2 separate regions of the Mus musculus genome follow, and region 2 is linked to region 1. Evidence: chromatin contacts called from public promoter capture Hi-C data. All regions are on one chromosome and are shown on one strand. The core of a region is the stretch at or near the end of the contact, and the rest is flanking DNA. Distances in the headings are between cores, read along the strand shown.

Region 1 (5,900 bases), core at 752-3,251:
CAAACCATCTTTGTTTCAATACATAAAGAGGAAAACCCAAACCTGTTACTGTAGTGTACACCAGGAGTCCCAGTATGTGGGAGGCTAAGAAAGCAGGGTTAAGAGTTCCAGGTCAGCCAGGCGTACACAGTTATACTGTCTGTGTAAAAAGTAACAAACAAACAAACAAACAAACAAACAAACAAACAAAAAAGGTATAAACCGGGTGTGGTGGCGCACACTTTTAATCCCAGCATTCAGGAGGCAGAGGCAGGCAGATTTCTGAGTTCGAGGCCAGCCTGGTCTACAAAGTGAGTTCTAGGACAGCCAGGGCTATAGAGAGAAACCCTGTCTCGAAAAAACCAACCAACCAACCAACCAACCAACCAAACAAACAAAAGTAACACATATCTGAGAAAACTAAGGAGAGTCCAAAAGATTACACCAAAAAGGCTTATATTATAAAGTATTTAGCAAGGGTACAAAATCAACACACAATGCCAGTATATTTTCTCTCAGCAAGTAATGAACTATCTCAGAGATACACTGTTAGAAAGTCATAATGCCTATACACATAAACTAAAATGCCCAAATTAAATGATGATGAGAAAATGTTCTACAAAGGCAGCTTTAGGTCACTGAAGAAAAAAATAAAGAGAAAGAAAGAGAGGATTTGGAGTTGGGTGGGCAGAGAGGTGGAGAGATTGGGGAGGAGTTGGGGAGAGGAAAAGTGTAATCAGAATATATTGTGTGAATTTTTTTTCAATTAAAAAAAATAAAGAAATTAAACACGACACTAGAAAAGACTACCATGATCATGGATTAGGAGAATCAATATTGCTAAAATAATTCAAAGTTGTAATTCAGATTCAATGAAATTTCCATTAAATAATCACATTTTACACACAACTAGCAACAGTTCTTAAAATTGCTATGACAGTGCAACAGACCCGGGGGGAGCCCAAGATATCCTCAGCAAAAAAAGAGCACACTGTGCAGATCTGTAATGAAAATAAACAGAACAGAACAGAACAGAACAGAACAGAACAGAACGAAGCAAAACCCGACAGAGTAGTGTCATAAATATTGATGTACAGTCCATTGGAAAAGAGAAAATAAAAATAAGCCCATACGTTCAGCCAACTGATTCTCAACAAAGGTGCCAAAAATATATACCAGAGAAAGCACCAATAAAATAATGGTGTTAATGCTGGATTTCTACATGATGTTTGAAACTAGACTCTGATCCTAGAGAAAAACCAATTCACAAATTGTTCACTTGTTGCCTGAAAATGACTGGCTGCTCAGAAAAGACAAAACACTATTAAGCACGATCAAACCCGTACCTTAATACTGTTGACATATCCCTCCAAGCAAAGCCCTTCTCTTCTAGCCACCGCTTGACACGTTTCACACTTTTTATCTCGGGCCTTCTCCCTATTTCTAACAGTCCTTTCAAATAAAGTCATGTCTCAGCATTAAAGAAGTTGAATCCCTACAAACCGCCCAACTGCATCACAGATGGCCACACTCCTTGCACCCCCATGTTGCTCACGGGGACCTGTGGATCGCCCGGTCCAGTGAGTTTGGCAATGTGGGGACGGGCCTGGGAACCGAGGGATTTCAATTGTCAATCAAGCAGCAACAACAAAAGCATTTGGATGGAGAAGACATTCAAGGATTCCAGAATCCGCTTCCCATGGACCGGAAAGACTGGGAAATCAGGTTCTACTAGGCAAAACAAAGCAGCGGCACATCGCCCCCGCGCGGCTCCCGTACCGCCAACACAGCTGGCCGCGCAGTCCAGGAGTCGCGCGCGCAGCTGCAGTCTTTGCCGTGGTTCCCGTACCGAGGGACTCGCCTGCATTCCCCGCATCCCCGATGCTCACCATAGCTGAGCTCCGGACCTCAAGCAGCCTCACGCGGCTCCAGGGTGGAGCGGCCTGAGGTCCAGCGACCCCAAACTCCCTCAGCGGACTGGACTGAGAGAGCAGTGACAATGGCGTTGCCAGGAAGAAAGATGGCGGGTGAAGAACTTCCGCTCTGTTCTCCGGGCCTCCAGCGACCTGACTCTGATACTGGGTTTGACGGTCATGAGAAACCTGAAGCTGAACAGTTTGGCACTCAACTGAGAACAGAGTCGCAACTATGGTAGCACCAGAAAGAAAGATGGCGGTGATGCTCTTCCGCTTTGCCTGACCCCAGTCTTGATTGGATCACTTATCTCATAACTGTTTTGGGGAGGGTCAATGTTACACTGCAGGGTAGAACAATACAGCACTCCCTGAGCTGACCGTACAGTTTAGCGACTTTGGCACCAGAAAGAAAAATGGAGTTAAGGAACTTCCCACTGGTGCTCTTGACCCATACACAGAGCCCCTTGTGATGTTGTATGTTGTCAAAAGACCCTTACAAAGACCACAGAGACCGCCATCGTTGCAAAACGCATGAGGATTTTACTTGTCCAACATGTTGGGGAACACCCTCTCAGCACCAGGCCAGAGGAGAGATCCAGAACAAAGGAACACACTTTTTATTACCTTTGTAAGGGCCGGATCTAGGCACCAGGGTAGTTTGGCTTATTTTAATTGGTGTAGCCAATAACCTTTTTGGACATTGGTTGATTTGTATAGGGTGACTCTCATTTTGTCTGTCCTTGTGGTTTTTAGTGTAAGGCAGGGCAGGGGCATTGTTAATCTTGTTCTGGCAGCTGTAAGCTTAGTCATTTTGACCGTTAAAACTATGTTTCTATATTTGTTTAGCCAGCCAGCTTCTTTATCTGGCTCTGTACTTGGCCTGGTAGTACAGTTTGGAAAGTCCTTTTGAAGGGGGAAGGTACTAGGTAGTCTTGAATTTATTTTGGATATTACAGTGACACGATAAAGAATCCTTACCTAACTGGAACGAAAACAAGCACTCCAGAGTTAGCCATTTCCAGAACTGTCTAGTTTAAAATAAAAATGAGTGAATGAATGAATGAATGAATGAATAAATAGTGCAGAATTCTGTCAGACCTTCAAAGAGGAGCTAATACCAATTCTCTTCCACAAAATAGAAACAGAAGGAACACTACCTACTTCATTCTATGAAGCCACAGTTATGTTGATACCAAAACCACACAATGACTCAACAAGAAAGAGAACTTTAGACCAATTTCCCTTATGAATATTGATGTAAAAATACTCAATAAAATTCTTGCAAACTGAGTCCAAGAACACATCAAAACAATAACTCACCATGATCAAGTAGGCTTCATCCCAGGGATGCAGGGATGGTTCAACATGTGAAAATCCATCAATGTAATCCACTATATAAACAAAACTCAAAGAAAAAAAAAACACATGATGATCTCATTAGATGCTGAAAAAGCACTCAAGAAAATACAACACCTGTTCATGTTAAAAGTCTTGGAAAGATCAGGAATTCAAGGCCCATACCTAAACATAGTAAAAGCAGTATATAGCAAACCAATAGCCGACATCAAACTAAATGGAGAGAAACTTGAAGCAATCCCAGTAAAATCAGGAACTAGACAAGACTGTCCACTCTCTCCTTATCTATTCAATATAGTACTAGAAGTTCTAGCCAGAGCAACAAAAGGAGGTTAAAGAGATACAAATTTGAAAGCAAGAAGTCAGAATATCACTATTTGCAGAAGATAGTATACTTAAGTATGATAGTATACTTAAGTGACCCCAAAAATTCCACCAGATAATTCTTCAGCTGATAAACAACTTCAGCAAAGTTAGTTGCTGGATATAAAATTATCTCAAATCAGTAAACCTTCCTCTACTCAAAGGATAAACAGGCTAAAAAAGACATTAGGAAAATGACACCCTTCACAATAGTCACAAATAATATAAAATATCTTGGTGTGATTCTAACCATTCAATGGAAAGATCTGTATGACAAGAACTTCAAGTCTCCGAAGAAAGAAATCGAAGAACATCTCAGAAGATGGAAAGACCTCCCATGCTCATGGATTGGCAGGATTAACATAGTAAAAATGGCTATCTCACCAATAGCAATCAACAGATTCAATGCAATGCCTCATCAAAATTCCAACTCAATTCTTCACAGAGATAGAGCAATTCTCAAATTCACTTGGAACAACAACAACAACAACAACAACAACAAAAAACACAGGATAGAAAAAAAAAAACTATTCCAAACAATAGGAGAACATCTGAGAGAAATCACCATCCCTGACCTTAAGCTCTACTACAGAGCAATTGTAATAAAAACCTCATAATATTGCTACAGAGCTAGGCAAGAAGATCAATGGAATAGAGTTGAAGACCCAGAAATGAACCTACACACCTATGGTTAATTGATCTTTGACAAAGGAACTAAAACCATCCAAGGAGAAAAAGATACCCTTTTCAACAAATGGTGCTGGCTTAAATGGTGGTAGGCATGTAAAAAAAATGCAAATTGATTCATTTGTATCTCCTTGTACAAAGCTCAAGTCCAAGTAGATCAAAGACACATAAAACCAGATACACTGCTGGGGGTGTTGGCACATGCCCTTAATCCCAGCACTTGGGAGGCAGAGGCAGGCAGATTTCTGAGTTCGAGGCCAGCCTGGTCTACAGAGTGAGTTCCAGGACAGCCAAGGCTATACAGAGAAACCCTGTCTCAAAAAAACAAAAACAAAAACAAAAAAACAAAACAAAACAAAACAAAACAAAAAACAACCAACCAACCAAACACCCAGATACACTGAATCTATTAGAAGAGAAATTGGGAAAGAACCACAAACACATTGGCACAGGGGAAATTTTCCTGAACAGAACACCAATGACCCAGACTCTAAGATCAACTATAGACAAATGGGATCTCATAAAATTAAAAAACTTCTGCAAGGCAAAGGACACTGTCATCAGTACAAAATGGCAACCTACAGATTGGGAAAAGATTTTTACCAATCCTACATCTGATACAAGACTAATATCCAATAAGTACAAAGAACTCAAGAAGCTAGACTCCAGAGAACCAAATAAATGTATTTTTAAAATGGTGTACAGAGCTAAACAAAGAATTCTCAACTGAGGAATCTTGAATGGCCAAGAAATGGAGCAGGGACTGAATGAATAGCCAATCAGTGACTGGCCCAACTTGGGATCCATCCCATGAGTGGGCACCAAACTCTGACACTACTACTGATGCCATGTTGTGCTTGCAGACAGGAGCCTAGCATGGCTGTCTTCTGAGAGGCTCTACTTATCAGCTGACTGAGACAGATGCAGATACTTCCAGCCAGGCATTGGACTGAGGTCTGGTCCCCTATGGAAGAGTTAGGGGAAGAATTGAAAGAACTGAAGGGGATGGTAACCCTATAAGAAGACCAAGTGTGTCAGCTCACCTGGAACTCTGGGAGCTCCCAGAGACTACGCCACCAACCAAAAAGCATACATGGGCTAGTCCAAGGCCCCTGGAGAATATGTAGCTGAGGACTGCCTTGTCTGGCTTCATAGGGAGAAGATGCTCCTAATCCTGTAGAGACATGATGCTCCAGGTATGAGGGATGCCCAAGTGGGCACCCTCTCAGAGGCAAAGGGAATGGGAGATGGAGGAGAAAGAATTCTGTGAGGGGGACAGGAAGGGGGCAACACACGAGATGTAGAGAAATAAAATACAAAAATTATTTTTATATGTATGGTTGTTTCGCCTGGTGCCTGCAGAATCTAGAAGAGAGTGTTGGACTCCCTGGAATTGCAGATAACTGTGAGTCACCATGTGGTGGTGTGTGGGGAATTGCAGGCTTGTCTCCAGTTGAGCTTAGGTCTGAACCCTGAAGGGTGATAATTCACCTTCATGACAGGTAGGCGTTCCCTCATGCTCCTGGAACTCTGGCTCCTGCCTAAGTTACCGCCCCCCCCACAGTTCCCATAAGAGAAGCATGGCTAGAAGTCACTTAG
Region 2 (6,266 bases), core at 2,954-5,453, 210 kb after region 1:
CCAAAGGTCCTGAGTTCAAATCCCAGCAACCACATGGTGGCTCACAACCACCCTTAATGAGACCTGATACCCTCTTCTGGTGTGTCTGAAGACAGCTACAGTGTACTTACATATAATAAATAAACAAATCATTAAAGAAAGAAGGAGGAGGAGAAGGAGAAGGAGGAGAAGGAGAAGGAGAAGGAGAAGGAGAAGGAGGAGAAGGAGGAGAAGGAGGAGAAGGAGGAGGAGGAGGAGAAGAAGAAGAAGAAGAAGAAGAAGAAGAAGAAGAAGAAGAAGAAGAAGAAGAAGAAGAAGAAGAAGAAGAAGAAGAAGAAGAAGAAGAAGAAACCAGCATTGCTGAGGTGAAATCTTCTGGGAACTGTTTTCTGAGACAGAGGCTGTGTTCCAGAGATAGTCAAGGTTGTACTTCATGCTGTGGCTGGACTTGGTAATGTGTAAGAGTAACCCAGATGGTACTGGTTTTGAAGGCATGAAGGAGTCATGACGAACAGCTGGGGCTTGGCACTGTAAGAGGCCATGGAAGGCCATTGGTGAAGATGCAGCCTCGCTTGCAATTAATGGCCCAGGACTGAAGGGGTCATGCAAAGGAGGTGAGGCTTGGTACCATGAAGAGAGCCTATGAGAGGCTATTGGTGAAGCCTAGTTGCAGCGGAAGACCCCGGTGTATTGGAGATGTCAGTACCATAAGATGATCACCAAGAACAGCAGTGGTAGTGGAGTGGATCAACCTGAGCTTAGAGTGCTACAAAGGGCAAAGCTGAAGATGTGACCCAAGCCCTTTGGAGGAGCCCAGAAGATCATGTGTGGATCTCAAGACACTGAAACAAGAAGTTGTGACATTGAAGCTGCTAAGATGTTTGAGGTGCCAGAGCCGTGGGCTATCTGCTGAGGAAAGCTGCTAACAGGGAGTGAGACCAGCCCAGGAAAAGAAGTTTGTTGCAGTCAACAAAAATGAAAAGGAGGGGGGCAAGAGGGAGGAGAGGGAGGAGTCAAGGGCCGCTGCCGTGCCCCGCACTCGGCGGGGGCTGCCAGCCAGGGACACAGAGTTCCCAGGTGTTGTTGTATGGCCGATCGGTGAATTTCAAAGCTCCATAGATTACCAGTATCAGCTTCTGCGGTGCAATGTTGACCTTCTTAAAATCATCCAGCTGGGCCTTACGTTCACCAACGAGAAGGGGGAGTACCCATCTGGAATCAACACGTGGCAGTTCAACTTCAAGTTCAACCTGACTGAGGATATGTACTCCCAGGATTCCATAGATCTGCTTGCAAACTCAAGGCTGCAGTTCCAGAAACACGAGGAGAAAGGGATTGATACACTGCACTTTGCAGAGCTGCTTATGACATCGGGAGTGGTTCTCTGTGACAACGTCAAGTGGCTTTCATTTCACAGTGGTTATGATTTTGGCTACATGGTAAAGCTGCTAACAGACTCTCGACTGCCGGAAGAAGAACACGAGTTCTTTCACATCCTGAATCTTTTCTTCCCGTCCATTTACAATGTGAAATACCTGATGAAGAGCTGCAAAATCTGAAGGGAGGCCTTCAGGAGGTGGCTGATCAGTTGGATCTGCAGAGGATTGGAAGGCAGCATCAAGCAGGCTCAGACTCTCTGCTGACAGGGATGGCTTTCTTCAGGATGAAAGAGCTATTCTTTGAGGACAGTATTGACGATGCCAAGTATTGTGGGCGCCTCTATGGCCTGGGCACAGGGGTGGCCCAGAAGCAGAATGAGGATGTGGACTGTGCCCAGGAGAAGATGAGCATCTTGGCCATGATCAACAACATGCAGCAGTGATGGTGCGTGCACCATGCGGTCCGTGCACCATGCCGACTGTGACCTGCATCTGCTCCAAGCAGAGACTTTGGGTTTTTGTTTAAAGATGCCTTTATTTTAGATCCAGGAGGGGGTTTGCTCTGAACTTGTAAACAAGTCTTCCTCGTCTTCATGCCCCTCTGCTGCCTCCTGCCACCAGCATCCATGGCTCCATGGACACTTTTTTAAATCTCCAGGATGTCTGAAACAAACCAGTAAAATGTCTATGACTCTTAAAAAAAAATGAATAGGAGTTGGAAATCTGAAGACTGCTTTGACATCAGACATGGAGATGCAGAGTTTGGAGCTTGCCCACCTGGTTTCCTATCTTGCTTTGGGGATTACAGTTAAGTGATTGGATAAATGTCAGAAGAAACTAAACTTTGAACTTTTAGCATTGTTGAAACTGCTATAGACTACAGGGATCTTGAAAGTTGAATTTATTGTACTTTTTTATTATGCTATGACTAGATATGGCCCCCAAAGACTCATGTATTTGAACAAGTCTATGGGGGCCATGGAGTGGAATGTGATGGTTTGTATATGCTTAGCCCAGGGAGTGGCAGTATTAGGAGGTGTGGCCTTGTTGGAGTGGGTGTGTCACTGTGGGCCTAGGCTTTAAGACCCTTGTCCTAGCTGCCTGGAAGTCAGTGTTCTCCTAACAGCCTTCAGATGAAGATGCAGAACTCTCAGCTCCTCCTGCACCATGCCTGCCTGGATGCTGCTGCCATGCTCCCACCTTGATGGTAATGGACTGAACCTCTGAACCTGTAAGCCTGCCCCAATTAAATGTTGTCCTTATAAGACTTGCCTTGATCATGATGTCTGTTCACAGCAGTAAAACCCTAACTAAGACACTGGCCCATCTGATAAGTGCTGAGAACATGGCACCTCCTGGTGGCTTTAATTTGCTCTCCTTGGGGTACAGGAAGGCAGGGCAGCTTTGAAAACACAGGAGTCCTTTTTCTCTGGCCTGGCTTCCCTCACCAGGCCTCCCAGAGCCAGGGAGATAGGTGCTTATCTCAGGAGGGTGAGTCCCAGCAGCTGGGGCAGAGCCTTGGGTGGGGTGTCCTTGCCTGTTTATAATGCCATTGCCGTTTTCACCGAAGTGACTCCAAAACCTCAACTATGCAGTGAGTGAACATTTGTCAGGCAGGTCCAGGCTGAGTCACCTGCATTCTGAGCAGGAGCCAGAAGAGGTGTTTTCTGTGGCAGGGAGCTGGAGTGAGTGGCAGTTAACATGGCCCCCGGCAGCCTTACCTGCTGCATTGCCAGAACATGGTTGCCCCCACAAGATCATCCCTCCCGCCCCTGACCTGCTCCTTGTCTGTGGATTTTTCTGCCGTGTGACACAGGTGGGACGTTTGTACTAGCTGCTGTCACTCAACAGCAGGGCCTCTTCAATCATTTTTATGGTTCACTAATATCCCAGTGCCCGTGAATAGGGCTGCTGTGACCTCTGGGTGCACTCAGGGAAGGATTACCACGTCAAGGGACAATCCTGGAGCTCTGCCCACTGTGTACTGGTCCAGGGAGCCAGTGTCAGGAGGACTCAGTTTCCGGTTTAGGAGCTTACTTCTCCCTCCAGCAGGCTACTAGGGCCTGGGACTCAGAGTTAAGACCACCAAGTTTTTGAGGTAACTTCTGAGGAAGGGCGTGGTTGGGGACGCTCCTAGGAGATTTACACCTGATCCTGGCATTTAGGAGTTGGAGGGCCTACCAACAGGTTTTAAGGTCCTGGGATCTTCTAAGTCTCTGAGCTCACTCTCCTCCAGGCTGAATGTTTCCTCAGGAGAAGAGGGAGGAGGGGGGGCAGCTGCAGCATTGGCTGAGCTGGGGGGCTGGGAGGGAGGCAAGAGGCTACAGCAGGGGCTGAAATGAGGAAGGAGGGCGGAGGTTGAAGCCTGGGCTGAGCTGTGGGAGAGGCGCTGCAGTAGGGGACAGACAGACAGACTTGCTCAGGACAGGGGAGCTCCTGCTCCCTCTCGTGGCGTGGAAGAGGAAGATGGGGCTCTAAATGAAGGAGGGGTTGGAGGGAGTTAGACTCCCAGGGGAGGGGTAGGACTGGAGGAGGAAGAGGTCAGGTTGGGAATAGAGGTCCACTGGAGGAGGTGGGGGTTAGGGATAAAAGTGAATGGGCATGGCCAAGAAAGAGGGAAGGAGGGTGGAGACGTGGACCTTCTCGGGTAAATCTGGACGCAGGGTGGCGCCTAGAGGGAGGGGAAGGGCCAAAGTCCAGGTAGAAAGACAGGTGGGGAAGAACATGACCACAGTGAAGAACAGGACGGGGAGGGGCAAGGGAAAGGAACTAGACGGGGGGGGGGGGGGGGTGAGGGCGGAAGGAGGGAGACTTTCTCCTTGGCTACTAGGAAGCTCGACTCACTGGAGGGAGGAGCGGGAAAGGGAGAACAGGGAAGAAGCGGAGGAAGGCGAGTAGCCAAGAGCCAGCTCAAGGCGGTCGCCCAGGTAAACAGTGTGGCCTCCGGGGTTGTCTGGAGCCCGCGATCGCAGTGAGTGCCAGGGTCTCGGGTGGGGTGGTGCGAAGTTGAAATCTGTGGCGCTTTCTAGCTGCACCGTGCTGAAGATGCTCCGCAGCCCCGGCCATACTCCTGGGCTCCGGGTCTCTTAGACGCCGCGAAGTAGCCCCGCTACTTTCCAGGATCAGAAGCCCGCGTTTTCCCCAGTGTCTGCACAGCCGGGTGGCCTCGGCTCTGACTCGGTTTCCCCTGTTCGAGTTTGTGAAACTTTCCCTGTATGGGAGTTAGGCTGTGGTGAAGTAAACTGCGAGGCGTGGTGGTGGCAGCATAGTTAAATTGATAGTCTGTATTGCTAACCGAGGTTCTGACGCTTTGGGGTAAATTTCCCATTCTTTTCTTTTTTCTCCTTTTTTTTCTGAGACTGTCTTTGAACAGTCTACCTTCCTCCTGAGTGCTTGGTCTCGGGTCCCCACTTTCACTTTCTCATCCTGGCCTGTCACACTCTGTGGAGTCAGGAGGAGAAGGTGCGGCCGCTTAGGGGACATTAGTTGGTGCCCATCTGGTCAGTGTTTGCGCAGCCAGCCCAGGCCGGATCCCTTCCCCTGGGCGTGGCGTTTCCCCTCAATAGCTGAGATTGCGAAGATCCTGTAGGGGCCCCAGGAGACTACTCTGCTGCCCCCTCCGAGGTCTGGAACCCCGCGGACTTTTGTTCCCTGTCCTGCGTGGAGGGGCGCTGGAGGCAGAAGTGGGTGCCTGGTCCAAGTCCCTGTGCTAAGCTGATCCCCTGCCTCGGGTCCCCTCAGGAGGCGCTAACAGCCCAGCAAGGGTGGGGCTGGGGCCGGCGTGTTTACTTTACTCTTGATTACAGGGATCTTGTGTCTGTGACATTTTATCTTGATTGTAAAAATTAAAGAGGTTATTGTAATCCTGGTGTAAACGTCACCGGAAGAGGGACGAGAGAATGGGACCCGCTTAGAGGGTAGGGATCTAGGGTGACCCCAGACGCCAGGCCTATGAGGCTGCTCTGCTAATTGGAAGGGCAAGGAAATGGCCAGCACCTTCCCAGCCTCCGTTTCCTTGTCTGGGAAGTGGGCCGGGCTGGGCTTTCTTTCCCGGTTGGGGGTGGGGGGCTGGGGGACGCTGTGTAGCCTCGGAGAAGCTGTGTGAAGGCAGGGCGTTACCTCCGGAAAGCTGGGGTGTGAAAGCAGGGCCATCAAGACCTGGGCCTCCGAAGCTTTATCTTTATAGGAACTCTCTTTTTGTCGGTAAAATTCCAAGTTCCTCGTAAAAAGAAAATTGCCCAGGGTTAAGGAGCTAGTACAAACCTGAACGGAGCTGCCATGGGGTCAGTTGATCAGCTCGTCCTACCCAGCTAAGCGCTGGGTGACCCCGGGCTCAGGGTCACAGGGACAAACACCAACCTGGGGACCCCACGTCCAGCTGGGACGCACAGAAGGAACTGTCCCTGAAGCACCCAGCATCCTCCGCATCCCTCACTCTGGGAGAATGATCCAGAACGTCTGAGCGTGTCAGTATCCACCCTGATGCCTCTTTGAGCACGTGTCATTCCTCTACCTCAGTAGCCTTCTGAAGGCCGCTGCCAAGTCAGGGCCAAGGGCACAAGACCGTTTCCACCCAGGGCAGGGGGAGCCAGGGCTCATGAATATTCATAAAGAAATAACCAAGCCCATCATTAAGACTCAGTGTTTGAACCACACATAGTAATGAGCATTCTATGGGTCATTAATATCAAGATGAATCTCATTAATATTTAGCTAAAGTCATTAATATTCCGATGAAGTTCATTAATAGTCACAGCAGCAGCGCTATGAACCTCGGTCTGTGAGCCAAAAGTCAGGTCATTGGCCATCGACCTGTGCGTGCATGTCGACTGATGAGGCATCCAGTTCAACTTTGACACATTGATTAGCCAGTGCCTCTTCAGTATCCAATGTGTCCTTCCTATGCAA

The links. Promoter capture Hi-C pulls out the DNA fragments that hold promoters and counts their contacts.
Region 2: a contact with region 1 is called in a promoter capture Hi-C map of epiblast stem cells, with 4 times the contacts expected there. The contact joins the promoter of B3gnt3 here to the promoter of Zfp882 in region 1. A contact is called at or near these places in 10 of 39 promoter capture datasets (the C10 cell line, the HPC-7 cell line, epiblast stem cells and 7 more), 1 of 15 datasets of contacts at CTCF or cohesin (embryonic stem cells), 10 of 484 Hi-C or Micro-C datasets (the AtT-20 cell line, bone marrow-derived macrophages, cerebral cortex and 5 more), 10 of 115 datasets of contacts at active chromatin or transcription factors (the SCID.adh cell line, bone marrow-derived dendritic cells, bone marrow-derived macrophages and 4 more) and 4 of 9 other capture datasets (adipose tissue, liver, macrophages and 1 more).

The regions. Positions count from the first base shown.
Region 1 is chr8:71,904,707-71,910,606 of GRCm38.p6, reverse strand. It overlaps Zfp882 (zinc finger protein 882), which reads right to left and starts at 2,001. Exons shown (of 3, transcript NM_001166645.1): 1 at 1,869-2,001. The coding sequence starts at 1,871.
Region 2 is chr8:71,699,737-71,706,002 of GRCm38.p6, reverse strand. B3gnt3 (UDP-GlcNAc:betaGal beta-1,3-N-acetylglucosaminyltransferase 3) reads left to right here and starts at 4,203. Exons shown (of 3, transcript NM_028189.3): 1 at 4,203-4,285. It also overlaps the pseudogene Gm18860.